Linked DNA regions of Oryctolagus cuniculus: region 2 is linked to region 1. The links are chromatin contacts, called in public Hi-C maps. All regions are on one chromosome and are shown on one strand. Each heading gives the region's core, a stretch centred on a gene start, on an enhancer-like site or on the middle of the called end of the contact. The rest is flanking DNA. Distances are from core to core; before and after follow the strand shown. Region 1 holds the start of BET1 (Bet1 golgi vesicular membrane trafficking protein). Region 2 holds the start of VPS50 (VPS50 subunit of EARP/GARPII complex).

What was found. Hi-C and Micro-C count contacts between places; a contact is called where the count stands out from the background.
Region 2: a Hi-C map of an unstated tissue shows a contact between it and region 1, with 4 times the contacts expected there. The contact joins the promoter of VPS50 here to the promoter of BET1 in region 1. A contact is called at or near these places in 2 of 6 Hi-C or Micro-C datasets (psoas muscle and an unstated tissue).

What each region holds. Positions count from the first base shown.
Region 1 is chr16:41,914,842-41,919,492 of mOryCun1.1, forward strand. It overlaps BET1 (Bet1 golgi vesicular membrane trafficking protein), which reads left to right and starts at 2,046. Exons shown (of 4, transcript XM_002713801.5): 1 at 2,046-2,273. The coding sequence starts at 2,255. It overlaps LOC103349471 (a long non-coding RNA gene), which reads right to left and starts at 2,030. Exons shown (of 4, transcript XR_011383209.1): 1 at 1,898-2,030; 2 at 1,259-1,371.
Region 2 is chr16:42,571,019-42,575,669 of mOryCun1.1, forward strand. It overlaps VPS50 (VPS50 subunit of EARP/GARPII complex), which reads right to left and starts at 2,512. Exons shown (of 27, transcript XM_070059817.1): 1 at 2,333-2,512. The coding sequence starts at 2,365. HEPACAM2 (HEPACAM family member 2) reads left to right here and starts at 2,533. Exons shown (of 10, transcript XM_008261727.4): 1 at 2,533-2,705.

The sequences.
Region 1 (4,651 bases), core at 796-3,295:
AATAGCAAGCAGAAAAATAGCAAGAAAGGAAAGTTCGCATTTTGTGCCTTTTTTTCTAGCACATTTTGATTATAGAACATGGGGTTTTTTTTCCTTTTTTTTTTTTTTTTTTTTTAGCAAAAGTAGAGACTATCACAGATTGTATGCAAAAAGAGAAGTTGGGGCAGTGCTGTGGTGTTGTGGCATAGCGAGTTAAGCTACTGCCTGCAATGCCAGCATCCCACAAGTATGCCCCTTTGAGTCCCAGTTGCTCCACTTCTGACCCAGATCCCTGTTACCGTACCTGGTAAAGCAGCACAAGATAGCCCAAGTGCTTGGGTCCCAGCACTCATGTGTGAGAACCAGATGGGAGTTTCAGGCTCCTGGCAGCCACTGCTGCCATTTGGGGAGTGAAACAGCAGATGGAAGATCTCTTGCTCTGCCTCCCTGTCTGTCTGACTCTGCCATTCAAGTAAATACAAAATGGTTTTTAAAAGGAGAGTCTCTCATTTCTCTTATTGGATCTTCAGTGTTTATTTGTAGCAACTGTCCATAATACAATCTTGGTTTAATTCCACACCATTCAGAAATCAGTTGTTTATTTTTACAAAGACTCTTTTTCTCTCAAGATGCTATTGGATTAAACTTATTTCCCAGGTTAATAACTTATTATTGATGTAACAAAGATGTAAGTCTCAGCCATTCTTGCTCATTGCCCAAAAGATAGATAAACATTGGCATGTATTCCTTACCCTTGAATCTCAATTGGATCTCACATCCTATTGCCTTCATACCCCACTCCCACAGCCACCTGAAAGACCAGTTGCTGGAACACTTGAAAGACCAGTTCCGGGAATTCCCCTCCACCTGCTGCTCCCTAATCCCACCCCCGCCTCTAGCCCTCCTAAAATATAAACAGGCCAGGACCCCCAGGACGGGGGGTCAGGGCCTCCTGCCACGTGTTCCATCAATGTGCAGGAGGGCAGTTGGTCATTCACCTCTTCTAATTTATTTTCTCTGAATAAATTCAGTCTGGCTGTAAATTCATTCACTGCCTCCTCTCTATTCTGCACCTCTTTTCCTAACATTTATGGTGCCCCGTGTGAGGAGGCACCAATCTGCAACTCTTTTCCTAACAATTATAAAAACTTATTTTTGTGTTTTAAGAAAGCAACTTTAAGGCAGAAACTGAAGTCACAGCTACATCACTGTCACAATGGGAAACCGAGGAAACAGGACATGATGAAGATTCAGAGACCTCTAGCCGGGAGACCATTACCTTGTCACACATCAGCAACATCAGAACGCAAACACCAGCGGACTCCGAGCATTTCCTGCGTCCCAGATGTCTTCAAAAACCATTGCTGCAGAGTCTCCTCAGGGTACCTCATCCTGTGAGATAACACGAAATTCTCACTTGACCCAGGCAGCAGCACCAACACACTCCTCACCACACCCTACCCCAAGCACTGAAAAACCCCAGTCGGCACATTGCTATATGTAAGGCAGTATTCAGCACCACGTGTCTAAGGGATTCAGGCGTGCTCCCTAACCCCAACGATGCTTCTAGAAGGGAGCCGAGGGAGCAGCAGGGAGCCGGCTCGCTGGGGGCTCCGAGAGACCCCTGCTGCCTTAGCCCAGCACGAGTCTCCCCCCCTGAGTGTGACCAAGCACAAATCAGTTAGCCTCTGCTGCCCCGCCAGTGGGTCTCGGACTACTTGTTTGCAAGACGAGAAACTTGGACGAAGTTCTCTCAGACTTCCCTGAACTAACTCTGCAGGTAACAGTGAGTACCAGTATGAATCAGGAAAGGTAAGTCAACCACCTCTCGTGGGCCGGGAGAAGCTGAGCTATTGTGTTAAATGTAGGGACCTGTAGGCAGCTAATCCCACGGCCCTAGCATACGGGGTCACGGTACCGAACAGCGAGTTTCAGGGTCCGGAACAGGAAGCCAAAGCGGATGTCGCCCCTCTTCCGGAAGTCCCGCCCACTCCAGGAAGCGAGTCCCCATCGCTCCTCCAGCCATGCCCTTTACGACAACAGCGAACTACTTTTCCCAGAATGCCATTCAACTCTCCTCGCGGAGCACCAATGGGCGCCCGGGTTGACGCCATCAGTCGGCGCGGTGTACCAGGCTTCAGTGATGTCGTGGCGCTTGGGGTGAAGAAGTTGGTGCTTCGCGGCGCCCTGGGACTGAAGACGCGGTCCGGGTGACCTCTGGCCCTTTCCTAACTTCTCTACCCCCGCCTGCCTTTTTCCTCCCTCTTCTGGCGGGATGAGGCGTGCAGGCCTGGGTAAGAAGAGGTCCGAGGTGCGAAGTGGGGAGCCCCAGAGCCGGCCTTGGTCGGCGCGGGAGAAAATCGCCCTGGTGTCCTGTCACTCGGCATCTGGTCCAGAAACGGCGTGTGTGGAGGGGAGCCATGCAGGCGGTGCCTAGTGGAAGCACGTCATTTGTCCTAGATCTTACGGGGGTATCCTTAGGTTTGGTCTCCGGACCCGAGTCTTGGAGAGTAGCATAGGACTGGGGTGCGGTATATGCAGGTGCCAGCTCAGTCGTCGGACTGTGTGCTGTGTGGTGGCCTGGCCTCTCTGCTGTTTCTGCTTTCCTGCTGCCTCTGCCTCTTAGAAGGGAGATACGAAGAGTGGGGTTGCATGCTAAGCGCTTCCACAGTGATTATGTGAGTCGGCTAGCAGTGAGTGACAAAGGTACATGTACACGTCGTTACCTTACAGGCCTTGGGGTGTAAGGTCGGGGTCAAAGGCAGTGTGCCTGGAGCATTTCTTATCTGAACCTCTTCCACTGGTTAGCAGCTGTCGGGACTACCTCTTATGGTTCTGAAGCTCTGTACTAGGAGATGGTTAAACACGAGGAGGAGGAGGAGAAAGACGAGAAAGAACCCTGCTCTATCAGTGCAGCGTGATTGAGAATATATGTGAGCATTGGCGAAAGATGACTGTCTCTGCCAGCCGTGGTAATAACTTGGCAAAAACGAAAACAGGGCTTACGAAAAGTGTCAACTTTAAGGTCAATGAAAGTTGTCAGTGTGTCAGTGTTCTTTCTTAGTGCAGTTTTTGTGAATCTGGTTGGAGAAAGCCAGGTAAATTGAAGACAGAAAAGAATGTTGATCAAGTTTAGTTTTCACCAGCCTATGTGTTTTCTCAGTGTCTTTAGGTTGTATACCTGAATGAGCTCTAGCTATATAGTTGTTTTGTTACTTTCTTGGTGCTCCCCACAGCTGGGAAGTAGGAAAATGTGCAAAGGTAAATTATGGTACAAGGTGGCAGCTATACATCCAAACACAAGATAATGTTCTGCAGATAATGTCTCAGAAATTGCAGAGATGGTGACCTTGAAGTAGACCATGAATAATGAAGTTAGGAAAGATGAGTTTCAGGTGAGAGGATCACTAAAAAAGAAAAGAAAAAACAAAGAGCATAGAACTAGGATTATGTAGCTAAGGAATTATGACTCAACCAATTTGATTGAACCAAGAAACATGAGACCACATTGTGGAGATTGCATTATAGGCCAAGGAGTTTAGATTTCCTAAATTGCCCTTGAGGCCCACTTATTTTTTGCACTGCACTCTCCCTGGTTAAGTTGCAGGAAGGGGACTTGAGAAGTAATTGTTCTCAGTCCTGATAGCACATCGATTAAGGAACTGTTGCTATAATTTACATTGTTATGAAGTGACGGTTTTTTTTAAAAAAACTTGAAGTGCCAGTGTGAAATGACCTGCAATTTTAGATTTGGAATAATAATGAATTTGATAGATATTCATGTGAAGAATATTTGTGTTGGTGGATGATGTTTTTTGCTTTTTTTTTTTTTTTTCAAATATTTATTTATTTGACAGGCAGGGTGACAGATCTTTTGTTTGCTAGTTTACTCCCCAGATGGCCTCAACAGCTAAAACTGGGCTAAACTAAAGCCAGGAGTCAGGAACTCCATCTGGGTCTCCTACATGGATGGCAGTTTGGCTCCTCCCCCACTGCCTTTCCAGCCACATTAGTAGGGAGCTGCTTTGGGAGCAGAGTAGCCAGGACTTGAACAGGCATCTGATAAGGGATGCCCAGCATGGCAAGCAGTGGCCTAATTTGCTACACCATGAGTCCATCCCTGGGGGAGGGTGATAGCTGAGAGAAGATAAAACTCTAATAGAAATATGCACTGAAAGATTTCCAGACAAGAAATAAAATGAGAATTTCATTTTAAATAGATGGAACAGGGACAGGTATTTGACCTAAGTAGTTAAGCCACTGGTTGGGGCAACTTTGTTGAAATGCTTGGTTTCTTGTCCCGGCTCTGCCGCCAGTTCCAGCTTCCTGCCAGCGCAAACCCTGGGAAGGTAGCAGGTGACTGCTTGAGTAGTTGGGTCCCTGGCATCCTTGGGGGAGCCCTGGATCTAGTCTCCAGTTCTTGACTTCCGCCTGGCTCAGCCCTGCTGTTCATTTGGGGGCACAGACTGGCCTAAGGGAGCTCTCTGTCTCTTTGCTTCTCAAAATTTTTTTAATGAATAAATGAAGCAATATAAAAGAAATCTAAAACTAAAATTAATGTATGTGAAAAGACCCAAACAAAGGACATATAGTAAGTAGCTATTCATTTAGAACTTGAAGAAGTTCTAGAATTTCTTGAAGTTACAAAGTGATTGAATCCAACCAGTCAGTA
Region 2 (4,651 bases), core at 1,262-3,761, 660 kb after region 1:
AATAATCATTTGTTAACTGGACTGAAAGAACAGAGGCTGGCGTGATGGAGAAAGACGGACAACAGATCCCATCTAAACGGAGCCAACAAAGCACTCGTGTGTAAACAAAGACCATGGACAAATGAAATCCTCTAAAACCTAAACTTCCAAGATCTTAGCTGCGTACTTCCACACATGAACTTAACATATATTATTAGCACATTCAGTAGCCTCAAAAAAAAGAAATATGTTGTGTATATTTATTTGTCCTACTATACACTTAACCAGTAATGAACAGTACTAATTAAAGTCTACAAAGTCCCTTAGGCAGCACCTTATTTTCACAGCTCACAGATTCATGAGCCATACACTGAAGATAATCAAGTATGTGGAAGGCAAGCCATAAACATTATTAGGATGACTTTTAAAATTTACATAAAACTCCAAACTTTACCCCACTTTTTACAGTATAATACCAACTTTTGACATATGTTCTTCCGAGCTTTGTTTTGGTTTTTTCTTTTCTATTCTAATTAAACCTCAAGTTCAATAAGCAAATGGCTGAGGCTTAAGAGCTACCATTTCCAAAGCAATTCCATTAAACTTAAGAGAAATCAACTTTTTACTGACATTTGGAATTCTGTGTTTCTTCTCTCCTACTCACTTTTACAAATAAAGCTCTTATATAAAACACACACACACACACACACACAACAAAAGCTGCTGTACAACTGTAACAATCTGGGCCCCAAAGAACTACATGACGGGGTGCCGGTTCAAGTCCCAGCTGCTCCACTTCTGACCCAGCTCTCTGCGATGGCCTGGGAAAGCAGTAGAAGATGGCCCAAGTCCTTGGGGCCCTGTACCCACATGGGAAACCTGGAAGAAGCTCCTGGCACCTAGCTTCAGATTGGCCCAGCTTGTGGCCATTTGAGAATGGATGGAAGACCTTTCTCTCGGTTTCTCCCTCTCTGTCTGTAACTCTACCTCTCAAATAAATTTTTAAAAATCCTTAAAAAAAAAAGTTAAGCACCTTTATTAAAAAAGAAACAAAGAATCTATTGCCTGAATGACAGGTACAGCTGGTTACTTCTTCCTGCTTTCCCACCATCAACACAGCCAATGGCGATCTCTATAACCAAGCACTTCCTTGGTCATGCCCAGGCACAGTTAACCCCTTTATTTACCATTTTAACTTCATTATATCACATAAACATCACTACCATACTAATCCCACGAGGCACACGTTATCACTCCCATTTTAAAGATGTGGAAACAGATGCTCAGATAAAGTATTAAACTTGCCCATAACCAAACAACCACCACAGGATGAAGCGGGACCCAAATTCGTTCTCAAGTAAGAAGCATTAGGAAGCACACCACCAGTGCTCAACGAAGGTGAGAGACTGCCAAATGTGACTGATCACTTACTTTGAAAAAAGTCACTATGCACGGGATTTATTACTTCTATTTTCATGGCATTACCTAAATGCAATTTAATGCAAGTAAAATAATCACGTAAGAATCATTTGTGCACTGTCCACCATAAGTACACAATTTGTATCCTCAAATACCTCCCAAGTTGAGTTCATAAATAAGAATTTAACTTGGAATTTGCATTCCCTTTTAAACAACCACAGAAAACCGCACGGGGGAAACTTTCACTAGAGGACTATACTCCATGTTGTCCAAACTCTTCAAAGCCACATTAATTTAAAACCCTAAATTATGTGTTTTTTTATATCATCATTTTGCCTGGACAAGGATAAAATTTTAGGGTAGCATTTCCCAAAGTTTTCACATGCATTGGCTGGCTTATTCATGGCTCATAAAGGAACCGAATAAAATCAGAGACAGAACAAACCAAAATAATTATTAACCTCACTTTCAGCCCTGTAAGGAAACTTAAGCTGCAAGTTTGGGGGCTTTCACAAAATCTCAGGCTACCGAATCTCCCGCTATTCTCACTCGTTCCAGGACATTCCTACCCCACCTCTCTCCGCAGGCCACCAGCTCGCAGCGGACACACAGTCCGCTTGTCGGTGACACTGCAGGGGAGCTGGGGCCGTCCTGACGAGATGACCAAAGCGGGAGGAGGGGAGCCAGGGATGCTCTCTGACTGCCTCCTTGCCCTCGTCTGAAGCAGTTGCTGGAAGGCTGCAGCCGCAGGAGCCGGGCTCCCATCTAGGAAGCTCAGGCAAGTTTCCAGGGCGTGCCACGGCTCCCCTGTTCCCTTGGCACCTGCCACCACCTTTAACTTGGGTCTCTGCCCGCCACGGCCCAGAGACTGAACATCTCGGCTCATCTCCCAACCCAGATGAGGGAGGATTTGGCTTCAGCCGCCGACACTTACCTGACGGGTCATAAGAGACTTGATTTTTTGCATGTCGAAATCGTGAGGAAGCTACTTTCCCGGAAAAACCTCACAAATCACATCAAGCCACCCGACAGCGGGCCCAGACACTGGGAAGCCATAGTGGGTTGTCACGTGGAGCAGCCGACCTGGTCATCCTTGCTCTCCCTGGGCATGCTGGGAACTGTAGTCTTCCGGTTGCTGTCGGCGGCAGCGAGAGACGGAAGAGGCCAGCCCAGGTACTCCATTTCCCGGCAAGCCAAGCGGCGGGCGCTTCAGGGAAGCTTGCACCGCGGTTCTTGACGGCGGTACTTGCGCTCTGGACTGAGATTTCTGCTTCTGCGAGGCAGAAACCTACGGCACAGGTGACCAGGTATTGGACGACAGGAACGCTGAGCAGCGAGTACTCAGACCGCACTGACTCGATGCCCCCAGGGAGCGTGACGGAGGAAGGGGCGGGCCGGGAGAAGGCGAGCCTGCCGCGCAGGTGCAGGGGCTCAAGGACGAGCGCTCTCCGAAACTGACCGGAGAACTCGGGACAGCCAGAGTTTGGCCCAAGCACAGGTGTCGTGCCGGTTGCCCGAAAGGCGGCCGGCCCCGCTTAGGCGTGTTCTTCCCCAACTGTGGCACCCCTGCAGAGGCCCTAAAATCAAAGGCTTTTGACTCCCACCTACCCTGTTACTACCGTCGCAGTTTAAAACAATCCAGACGGAAAATACGAATAGTGCATATACAGGTCATTTTAAAGGAATTTACTCAGGATTACTGCAGAAACCGAAGGCCTGGTTATCCAGATGTTTTGAGTCGGGCTCATGGATGGCTTTGAATAGCAAGTCCTAAAGCATGATACCAATGATAGTTGTGTTTACATTCTGTCAATGTTTATCAGAACAAAATATGTGACACCCATCATTTCAAAGTCATTTCTCGGGACAACTAAAAAATGGTTAAAGTATCCACCTAATGACAACTATTAGGTAACAAAACTATAGGTGGTAGTCATATGTGGTAAAAATAACAGAAGTGGTTTACAAATGACTGAAGTTTAGGGGAGCCCAAAATCAAAGTTATAGCCAATTCTGAATTCTCCATTCAGAGGCTTTGCTTTATTGTTCACGAGTATAGGCCTAATACGAGGGTATTTTAAAGTTCATGGGAAAATATTCAAAGATGTTTAATGTGGCGCAAAAAATATTTAAATCCATGCTTAAGTTTTTCATAACTGCATTTTCCATGAACTTTTTAAGGACCCCTCCTAGTTGACCTAGGACTTTGTACGTAGCAGCACTGTGAAACTTGGGGCTGTGTGATGCCTTTGCAATCCTCTGGTCTGGCCCTATCAAGGCAACAGCAGACAGGATTCAAAATTCACTGCATATCAGGCTAATCGTTGATCATTTTGTATGGCCCACAAAGAATGTTATAAATATCCAAATGGCCCTTGGCAGAAAAAAGTTTCCTCACCAATCCTAGGTTAATGCAATTTACAAGTTGTAAAGCACTATACAATTACAAGGAATTAACAGTCTACCTTCTGCCCAGTTCTCTGCTCTTGCAGATCCACCTTCTGCATGTCGGTCGCTATTACTTAGCAACTCCTTTTTATAGGTTTTCTTATATGCCTCTTTGACCCTGTTATTTATAAACCCTTAAAAACAATCTTGTCACATTAAGGCAATTCTAGTTTAGTGTGTTCTTTTTTTAAGATTTGTTTTTATTTATTTGAAAGGCAGAGCTACAGAGAAAGGTGGAGTCAGAGAGGTCCTCCATCTGCTGATCCACTCCCCAAAAGACTGCAATGGCCAGAGCTGGGCCAGACAGAAGCCAGGATCCAGAAGCCCCTCTCCCACTCCAGGTCTCCCATGTGGGTGCAGCACCCAATCACTTGGGCCATCCTCTGCTGCCCTCCCAGCACACCAGCAGGAAGCTGGATGGGAAGTGGAGCAGCCAGGATCCAAACAGGCGCTTACATGGGATGCCAGTGCCTCAGGTCAGGGCCCTAACCCAATGCGCCACAGCACCAGCCCTTAGTGTGTTCTTTACCTGCTCTAATTTTATTTGTCAACAACTTTTGATGTGTGAGTATCGTCAATATTTCAAAATCCTGCAAAGTGTCAGCAGAAACAGAAAACTGCCAACCATATTAGTATATACAATGAAACTCAATTTAATAAACATCTGTTGATTGTTGGGCATAGGACAGCACTGGACTGATCACCTCAGATCAATTATGTATGGTGTTTGTCCACAAAGATTTTACAATTTTGTTGAAAACCTATTTTCGGAGTGATCCAATTCTAGTAGTTTTCACACCTTATT